2 separate regions of the Oryzias latipes genome follow, and region 1 is linked to region 2. The links are chromatin contacts, called in public Hi-C maps. All regions are on one chromosome and are shown on one strand. Each heading gives the region's core, a stretch centred on a gene start, on an enhancer-like site or on the middle of the called end of the contact. The rest is flanking DNA. Distances are from core to core; before and after follow the strand shown. Region 1 holds the start of LOC101167817 (transmembrane protein 211). Region 2 holds the start of spata22 (spermatogenesis-associated protein 22).

Region 1 (4,241 bases), core at 395-2,894, 170 kb before region 2:
GTTTCCAAACTCCTTAAATGTTCTATAAATTCTGGTTTATCCCATATATTAATGTTTGTCTTTTTTAATGGTGATCTTATGTTGTTTTTTAAGCATTGCGGAAAAAAAACTTGGTTATGAGAGGACTGTTCAACTGGAAAAGTGTGATCAGTAAATTTAACTTTTTTTTGTTTTTTTTTTCCTTCCCCACCTTATCAAGATGTGGAAACAAACCAGAAATACACTTGGTACTATGTACCACTAATGTTTTCTGAGATGTACGTGTATGTAATCTATAATATATTTAAGCTGTGTTTGATTGAAATACAAATATTATCAATTGTTTTTGTCTCTGCCTACTTTTTTCTGTGAAATGCATGTTTTTTCTCCGTCTTTTTGGTTCATCTATCATGACTGCAAAGTCCATAACTTGAAAAATTCCCTCCAAAAATATATTAGAAATGAAATTACATTATTTTCGTTTTCGCGCACGTTCGCGGTAGTTTTTACTGATGTTTAAGCTAACAGTTTGATAAAACTGCAATTTTATAAAGTTTATGACGCTGCCTTATTTTCTGCCTGAATTACTACGTATTATACTAAAATGATCTTATTGTTTTTCGTCTACTTTAGTGAAGCTGGGTTTACGATGATTAGTGTGACCATCAAGGTGAACAGGTGCCTGAGACAAGTTAAAAACCGCCTATGCTAAATACCGGAAGGGCTTTGTTTAGCTTTCAAAATAAAACAAAAACTGCTTTTGTTAGATTTGACTTTAGGTTACTTTGAATACAATTTTGAAAGATGACTGGTTCGCTATTGTTAATCACTTACATCAAGTTCTAAAAACCCACACACATATCCCACCTCCATTTTTCAAAAAATTTAATCATGTTGACGTGTGTACATGAAAGTAATTGTTGAAAAGCCATTTTACCGGCTCACGATTGCATTTTTTTGGTACTGAATTAGGATTCATGTTCTAGTTTAAGACTGTAATATGCAAAAATGAATAGCATAAATATAAATTCTAATCTTATTCTCATTATTAACAAGCTTGTGTTAGAGAGAGTTTAAACGAGTAGTATGTTTAAAATATTGCACCTTTCATAGCTGGTGGAGCACCATGGGCACTTAAATAAGGGTTTTAAAAATAGAAATGGATGCTAAAATGAAATAATGTGGTCTGTCAGGATTTCTTGTGCTCAGCGGTTGACATAAAAAGAATTGTAACTTCTCTGAAACCAGTCAATCATGAATGGCCTCAATTGACCTGGTTTCCAGGCTATGTGCCAACAGTCCCGCCCACAATTTAGGGGCAAGTACCTAATGAACTACTGCGGCTCTGCAGAAACTATGTCCTAAAGTACAGCACAGTTTTTTTTATTTTAGATTTTGGCTAAAAGTGCATAATCATATTTTAAATCACTGGGAACACTTTTGCAATTGATCAAAAGATGATCAGAGTGGGACTTTTGGGATGACAAACTAATAAACGAATCAGACAAAATGACAAATGGTTTTTCTACCCGTGACCAATTAGAAAGGACTTCAAATAATCTTAGTTGTGTTGTAAAGGGATAATTTACCATCTGAATAGAAGGACTTAGTTAGTTGGAGATTTATTGTGAAAGGAACTTCCGGAATGGTTCTTGTTTCGGACAGCGGCTTGATTCTATGGAGACAGAAGGGAGAAGCAGAGGCAAAGTGCGCTGAATGTTGAGGGGAGTCTCAGAGGAGTGCAGCTCCTGGACGTGGACTCGCAGGTGAATTTCGTCACGGTTATGTCTCCGCGTTCGCATTTGCGCGTGGAAATCGCCCCCCTCCCATCAGCCTGAGGGCTCCCGCGCGCTCCAACCCCACTTCATCGGGACCTTGACAGTCCCCCGCACCTCCAGAGCAGATGTTCTGCGGGCTCTCCCTGCTGCTGCAGTTGCGGATGCCCGGGTAGTGGGAGGCTGAAGTCGGAGGCAAATGCTGAGCCGGGAGAAGAAGAAGGAAGAAGAAGCCGGGTTCGCGCTCGATCTGGGCTTTCTGCCCCACGCTGCCAGCATGTTCAGCTGCGTGGGCTGCTTTTGGGTGCTGCTGTCCTCCGCTCTGGTCGCCGTCTGCAGTTTCAGCTTCATCTCTCCCGCCTGGATTGTTAAGGAGACGCCGAGGAGCGGCCACCAGCATCCCCATCCTCACGACAAGGGCTCGGTCAGCTTCGGCTTGCTGTGGCACTGCTCCGAGTCTCTGGACCGCATGTACCGCTGCTACACCTTTGGAGGACTGGGCAGATTCGCTGAGATCCCCTCCAGCTCCTGGCAGGTATGGACCCCACACCCACGCATGGGTTTTCACCAAAAACATCAATAAATCCCCCCCAAAAGCATATTTTGGAAGTTTTTTGCCTCACAAAAATACATTTCAGTTTGTTCAAATTCTTGCTTTTATTTTGCATAAACTCTACGTTTGTGCTGCAGTTTATCATTGAAATGAGGTGGTAGAACCCCCCCCCCCCATGGTCTTTCACATGAAAATGGTAAAATAATAAAAAAGAAGAAATGCCTCTTAGGAGAAACAATTGTGTGATCAGGAGGAGAGCGCATCACACAGAGCAGCATCTGCAGAACAGCACGCCAGACACGCATCAAAACTGCAAAAGTGCCACCAAGCTGGCAGGCGGTTCTCCTTTCAGGGCTCCCCACCAGCAGACATTTCAGCTTCCTCTCTCTGGCGAACAAAAAAACACAAGTGGACCGCATGATGGGCATAAACAATTGTGTGGCTCTGCCAAACAGCATCTCACACATAGGATGTTGGGGCGTCAAGGTGCCCACAGGGATCTGTGTTTTTGCAGAAGTGCCTCAGACTTTGCAAAAAGTTTTGATAATTTTTTTTTTAATGTGCAGGATTATACAAAAGAAAAATCAACAAGAGACTCTGGAGAAATGATTTATGCATGAAGTCATTTGCATTTAAAAGGGTTTTATTAATAAATGCTCTACGGTGCAGCCCCTGCAACTGTGATTCATCTTTTTCCCTCTGAGCCTGCAGAGTCACAACTGCATCAAAGAGTTTGTGAGCGATGCTGCACCTCTCACCTGTGGAGGTCTATCTGGGGGCGGGGGCGGGGACAGTCAGCAGGCGGTCCCCGCAATGTCGGATCACTTTTTCCTTATTTATTTATATTTTTTAACTTGTCCGTCCAACAGCTGAGCAAACAGATGAGAGCTGGACGCCTCTCATGTTGGACATATTTGACATATTTTGCTGTTACAATAGGGGTTAGGAATTTTCTGACACACAAGGTGTATATTTGAATATACTCCTTTTGTAATTTTGACTAAACTTTATGTATATGAATTATATTTTTAACCATTTTTTGTTGGACCAGATGGAATAAAAAAGAAGGGAAGAAGAGATAGGGATGTGTGTGTGTGTGTGTGTGTGTGTGTGTGGGGGGGGGGGTTATAGAAGGATAGAAGGAGGGGGGGAATGAACTCATAAAGCTTTATGATGACTCGAGTGAGTGTTTATGTTCTTCTGGGGTGGATGCCGGAATTTAAAAAGAAGGAGAAAGAGTGCCCAGTCCTCCCCATACCAAGACCCCCGCTGCAGCCAGAACCCCCCAACAGCCGGACGGCAGCAGATAGAGAACAACCACCCTCTGGGCAATCCCATCTGCCACCCAGGCCAGGGCCAGCAAGACCGCCACGGGGGCCCCCAAAGCCAGAGAGCAGGGAGGCATGAAGGACAGAGAGTGCAAGCTCCAGCCTGACCAGAAGAATAGCCCCCCCCCAGGAGTTCTAAGCCTCTCCCCAGCCACCTGGAGCGTGGGCAGGTCCCCATAGGGAGACCTGCCCACGCTCCAGGGAGCCACCCACCCAGCCCACAGGAGGAGAGAGCAAGGCAGAGGCCGGCCACCCCTGCCCAGGTGGAGGACGCCCAAGAGTGGTGGGGGTCCACAAGGAGTGTTGTAAACATGGCCTGACCAGGCTCACCCACAGTTGGAATTTTGGAGATGGCCGGCGCACAAGGGCAAGGATCAGAACCCCAACCACAGTGACACGGCAACAACTATTCCCCAGCCCAGGGGTCCCATTGCTTGAAGAGCCCCCACCCCCACCCCAAATAAAGAGAGAGATTTTTCTTGTTTTTCCAGTTAAGTAAAACAGTTTTTTTTTTTGCTATTCAAAGAGTTAAGAAAATGATAGATAATAATCCTCCAACTGTATCGCTGGCACTCATGTCTCCAAGCAAACAAAGTGAAGGTGAAG
Region 2 (3,999 bases), core at 1,037-3,536:
CATCGGGGAAGGCCCGGCGTTAGCTTTCATTTTGCTTTGAACATTCATTCTCTGTCCAGAATAAGACCTGGACAAAGAATCGTGTTTTATAAAAGGGTCCTCAGACTGGTTGGTTCTGAAATTAGATTAAAACTCAGTTAAAGCGTAAATTAAGTTGTAATATTAGCTGTCAGACAGTTACTGAAAACCCACCTGGAGGCTCCACTTCTGTATGGATGAGGCACAGGTACGTAGCCCCTCAAAGGAGGGGAGGGTCCCAGTAAAGGCCTGCTGCTGCCATATGGCTGGCAGGGATTAGAATGAGGAGTAGATGGTTTGTTCCACTGGTGGCTTTGAGCTGCAAAAGCTGAGTGAGCCGAAACAGGGGGACCATCACGATGCTCTGAGAAAAGAAAGAAGATGGTGGACTGAACTGAATTATTTTATCTCACATTGTACTACATGCTAAAATGTTATAAGAAAAATCTCTTAGTTAATCTCTAAACAGCTGCGTGTATTGTGTTGAGAGATTTGAACAATTCTCCTAGCAAGTTTCAGTGAAGTCGTTTGTGGGTACATGCTGCCCCCTACTGACAGAAATGTTAAATGCATGAGGACTGGTGTTTCACCTGGAGCTCCTTCATGTGCAGATGAGTTGCTTTTTGTAGGATATTCACTGTGCAAATAGAATTCATTCTCACAAGGAACAGAAGTCAGAGGAATTCTGTTTCTCTTCCTCTGGTTAAAGAGCGGCACAGGAAGGTAGCCTGGTAGAGAAAAGGGAAAAACACAAACAACAACAACGAAGAAATAAAAACAGATTTATAATGCTATGTCGCAAAAAGTGCATTTGATGGAAATATTTTCCTCTACAGACATTTTAAAGACCCACTACAATTAAAAAAAAGTGTGTTTTTAACATGTTCTTGAGCCATTTTTCTCATGATGGCATGTATAAAAAAAATGTTTCGCTCAAAATTGCATTTCTGAGTATTTCTTTATTCGAATCATAAATCAGGAGACGGGGGAGAAAACGCATTTGTGACGTAGAAAATACGCTCCATTCTGATGCATCTGCCCGTAGACAAATAGGTCCGTGACTGCCTTTGTTTTCCTCGTCCGAGCTGGAATCGGGAGCAAAACTGTACAGCCGGATGGCTCCAAAACTGTTCGCACTTTTCTTGTACTGCTAATGTTAGGTTGGCATGTGAGGGGCTGTAATCTAGCAGGAGGGAACAGATTGATGACGGAGAGCGGCCAACTCAGAGTCAACGGCACGACCACGACTGAGAGATGGATTTATAATGAACTCCTATGTTCTGGAAAACGACACAGTTTAAAAAATTTTTTTTGGCTAAAACAGCAAAATCATAATTAAGAAGACCACAGGAAATGTGTTTACAATAATTTAAAAGATAATCGGAAATGGATTTTAAGGCTGTTTGACACCTTGAAAAGGTGATTTTCTACGTCACAAATAAGCTCTTTTTCTAACAGCATTTTTTCATCTTCTCCTGATTCTTAACAATTTAAATAAAGGAACAATCAGAAATGTTATTTTAACCCAGTTTTCTTTATACATGTCCTCCATTCATCGGCGTGGGTATTTGAGACAAATAAAAGAGGTAAGAATTGACCACTACAGTAAGCCGGGTAAGAAAAATTGACAAACCAACTCCTGCCAAATCTGGGATACAGCAGAATCCTTAAGACACCAGAATGCTTTATAAAAAATGTTGATGTATGGATTTCAGCTAGCATGGATTTCAGAGCTAAGCTTTAGCATTTCAGTCTGCTGTCTTTACCCGTTGTAGGTCTGACAGGCTGGTTTTCTTGTCTCCTCATTCTGCTGACAAACACCTGTTAGCAAAAAAAAAAAAAAAAAAAAAAAAACATTGAGGAGTTTTAATTGGTGTTTAGTTAGGTTTTGCTCAGTGTTTATAGCTTCAAGAAACATTGAGCTTTAAAAAAAAATAATAATAATAAGTGCGATGTTGTGATAGCTTAAAAAGTCGGCTATTCTGTTGACCTAGCCTAGCTTCTTCACACTTTCAGACAGCTATCAATTCAGACAGATATTAACAACTCATCAAAGATAACAACTAACTGTTCTTTTTTTTTACTTTCTATGATCATTTTTTAAATAAATAAAAATATTAATCGATGAAAATTCAAGTTAGCTCGAGATAAATAAATTCTGACCGTTGTGGGTGGACAGAGCAATCCCCGTTTAACCAGAACGTGTTACAGTGCTAACCTCACGAGACCTCAACCCCTCACGCGGGAGCGCGCACGCGCTCATTACTGGCTCGTTTGTGTTATCGAGCTTTTACCAAATTCATTATCTGTCGATCTGAGTTGCTCGTTTGCATAAATGATATGGTTAGTATCGCTTGTATTACTGAATACACCAGTTAATAATACCCCAATAACACAGACTGAACCACCTCTTACACCACCTGCATGTTATCAGTTGAAGAAACTGTCCATCTATCTACAATACTTGTCAATACATCACTATTTATCCTACAATGTGTGAGAAGAAAAAAAAGATTTGGGTGATCAAGCCACATGTAACCTTTTCACACTCTATTCACATTACAATTTGCCTTTTTTGTGAAATACAATACCACGTGTTACATCCTCTATTTGGTACGTTTCTTTTGGTGGCAAAGAGTGTTAAATAAACCCCTTTTCTGTAATCAATTTATTATATTTTATTTGTTTGTTCATTGTTTTTTCTTCTTCACCTTGGATACTTGTGAATTTGTTACACTAAAATATTAATTTATTCAGTAAGGTTCTACTCCATTCTGTTCCATTATACTAAATTTATATCATGTTGTCCTTTGTTTGAGTTTTATTCTAATAAATGAATGCTAAAAAAACCTCTATTGGATTTTTATTTATGTTTCATTCATTTTTTTAATTTAATGTGACAATGTTTGACACATATTTTGTTCAAGAAAATATTTTTTACCTAAATGTTTTTTTCTAGTGATTCATTAGAAAATAACGTATTGATGTTACACAATATTTTACCAAAGTGACCAAAAAGCACTACAATGCATTTTTGTTTATACAAAGGAAATTTCCGTATTAATGTTAAAATATTAGCAAAGTAAAACTGATGAATATTTATTGTATTTAAACATGTATGTTTTAAATTTTAAAAATGTTAACCTTGTCAACACCCTTAAATATGTGATGACATTTAAAAGTATGAGTTTCTCTTCAATATTATAGTTACGTGGATGCTGGTGTTGCTCAAAATATAAACGCTTAATTTAACCTTTTTTCAGACTTCTGTTCTTACTCTTGTAAGTGAATGCGCTTGTATCTTCAATTTGAGCTTTTACATTAGGCATAGAGGAGAGTAAAACTTCAAGGGCTGGGTTTTGAGAGTTTTTTTCCCAATTCATCTTCTGGAAGTTTCAGTCAGGAGGCTATATATTGCTCGTCAGAGGCTCCACGCGAGTTCGTCGCTGTTTGCGGATCTTCTACAACAATCTGGCAACCCGCACGTGTTCAGGGGGAGGCGCTAGTCCGCAGTAGTTTCTGGAACGTACCTCATGCTTGTATCATGGAGAAAGTAAGTCTCGTGTAATCGCATTTTCTTCTTCTTTCAAAACAAACATTTAAAATGGGTTTTTAAAGAATTGTGCAATGTTGAGATGAAACGAGTTTTCTTAAAAATCGTAGTTAAAAAAATTGTCTTAGTTTTAATCCTTAGCTTGAAGAGATTCACTTTGCTAATGCATCGAGCTAGCTTAATGTTAGCTAACCGTCATTCAATGTGGTCACTTAGAATGGAAGGTGTAGCTGAGCTTTGAGTTTTCCGTAAAACATTTTCATTTTATGTTAAAGTCCAAATAGTCTTGCGATATTTCCAGGTAACAACGCATGTGTGTCCAGTTAAGCTAATTAGCCATGATACGAAAATTCTACTGAAACTCCACTAATTTGAACTAAACGTGTTTGATTTATAAAAAAAATGTATATACATATTGGTTCATTTCT

What was found. A called contact is a pair of places that touch in the nucleus more often than the background predicts.
Region 1: a Hi-C map of embryo shows a contact between it and region 2, with 4 times the contacts expected there. The contact joins the promoter of LOC101167817 here to the promoter of spata22 in region 2. A contact is called at or near these places in 5 of 5 Hi-C or Micro-C datasets (embryo, fibroblasts and gastrula embryo).

What each region holds. Positions count from the first base shown.
Region 1 is chr14:20,156,439-20,160,679 of ASM223467v1, reverse strand. LOC101167817 (transmembrane protein 211) reads left to right here and starts at 1,644. Exons shown (of 3, transcript XM_011483716.3): 1 at 1,644-2,289. The coding sequence starts at 1,954. It overlaps akap10 (A-kinase anchor protein 10, mitochondrial), which reads left to right. Exons shown (of 15, transcript XM_011483717.3): 15 at 1-323.
Region 2 is chr14:19,989,122-19,993,120 of ASM223467v1, reverse strand. It overlaps spata22 (spermatogenesis-associated protein 22), which reads right to left and starts at 2,286. Exons shown (of 8, transcript XM_011483715.2): 1 at 2,182-2,286; 2 at 1,785-1,839; 3 at 609-746; 4 at 193-382; 5 at 1-67. The coding sequence starts at 1,824. stip1 (stress-induced-phosphoprotein 1) reads left to right here and starts at 3,447. Exons shown (of 14, transcript XM_004076592.4): 1 at 3,447-3,571. The coding sequence starts at 3,563.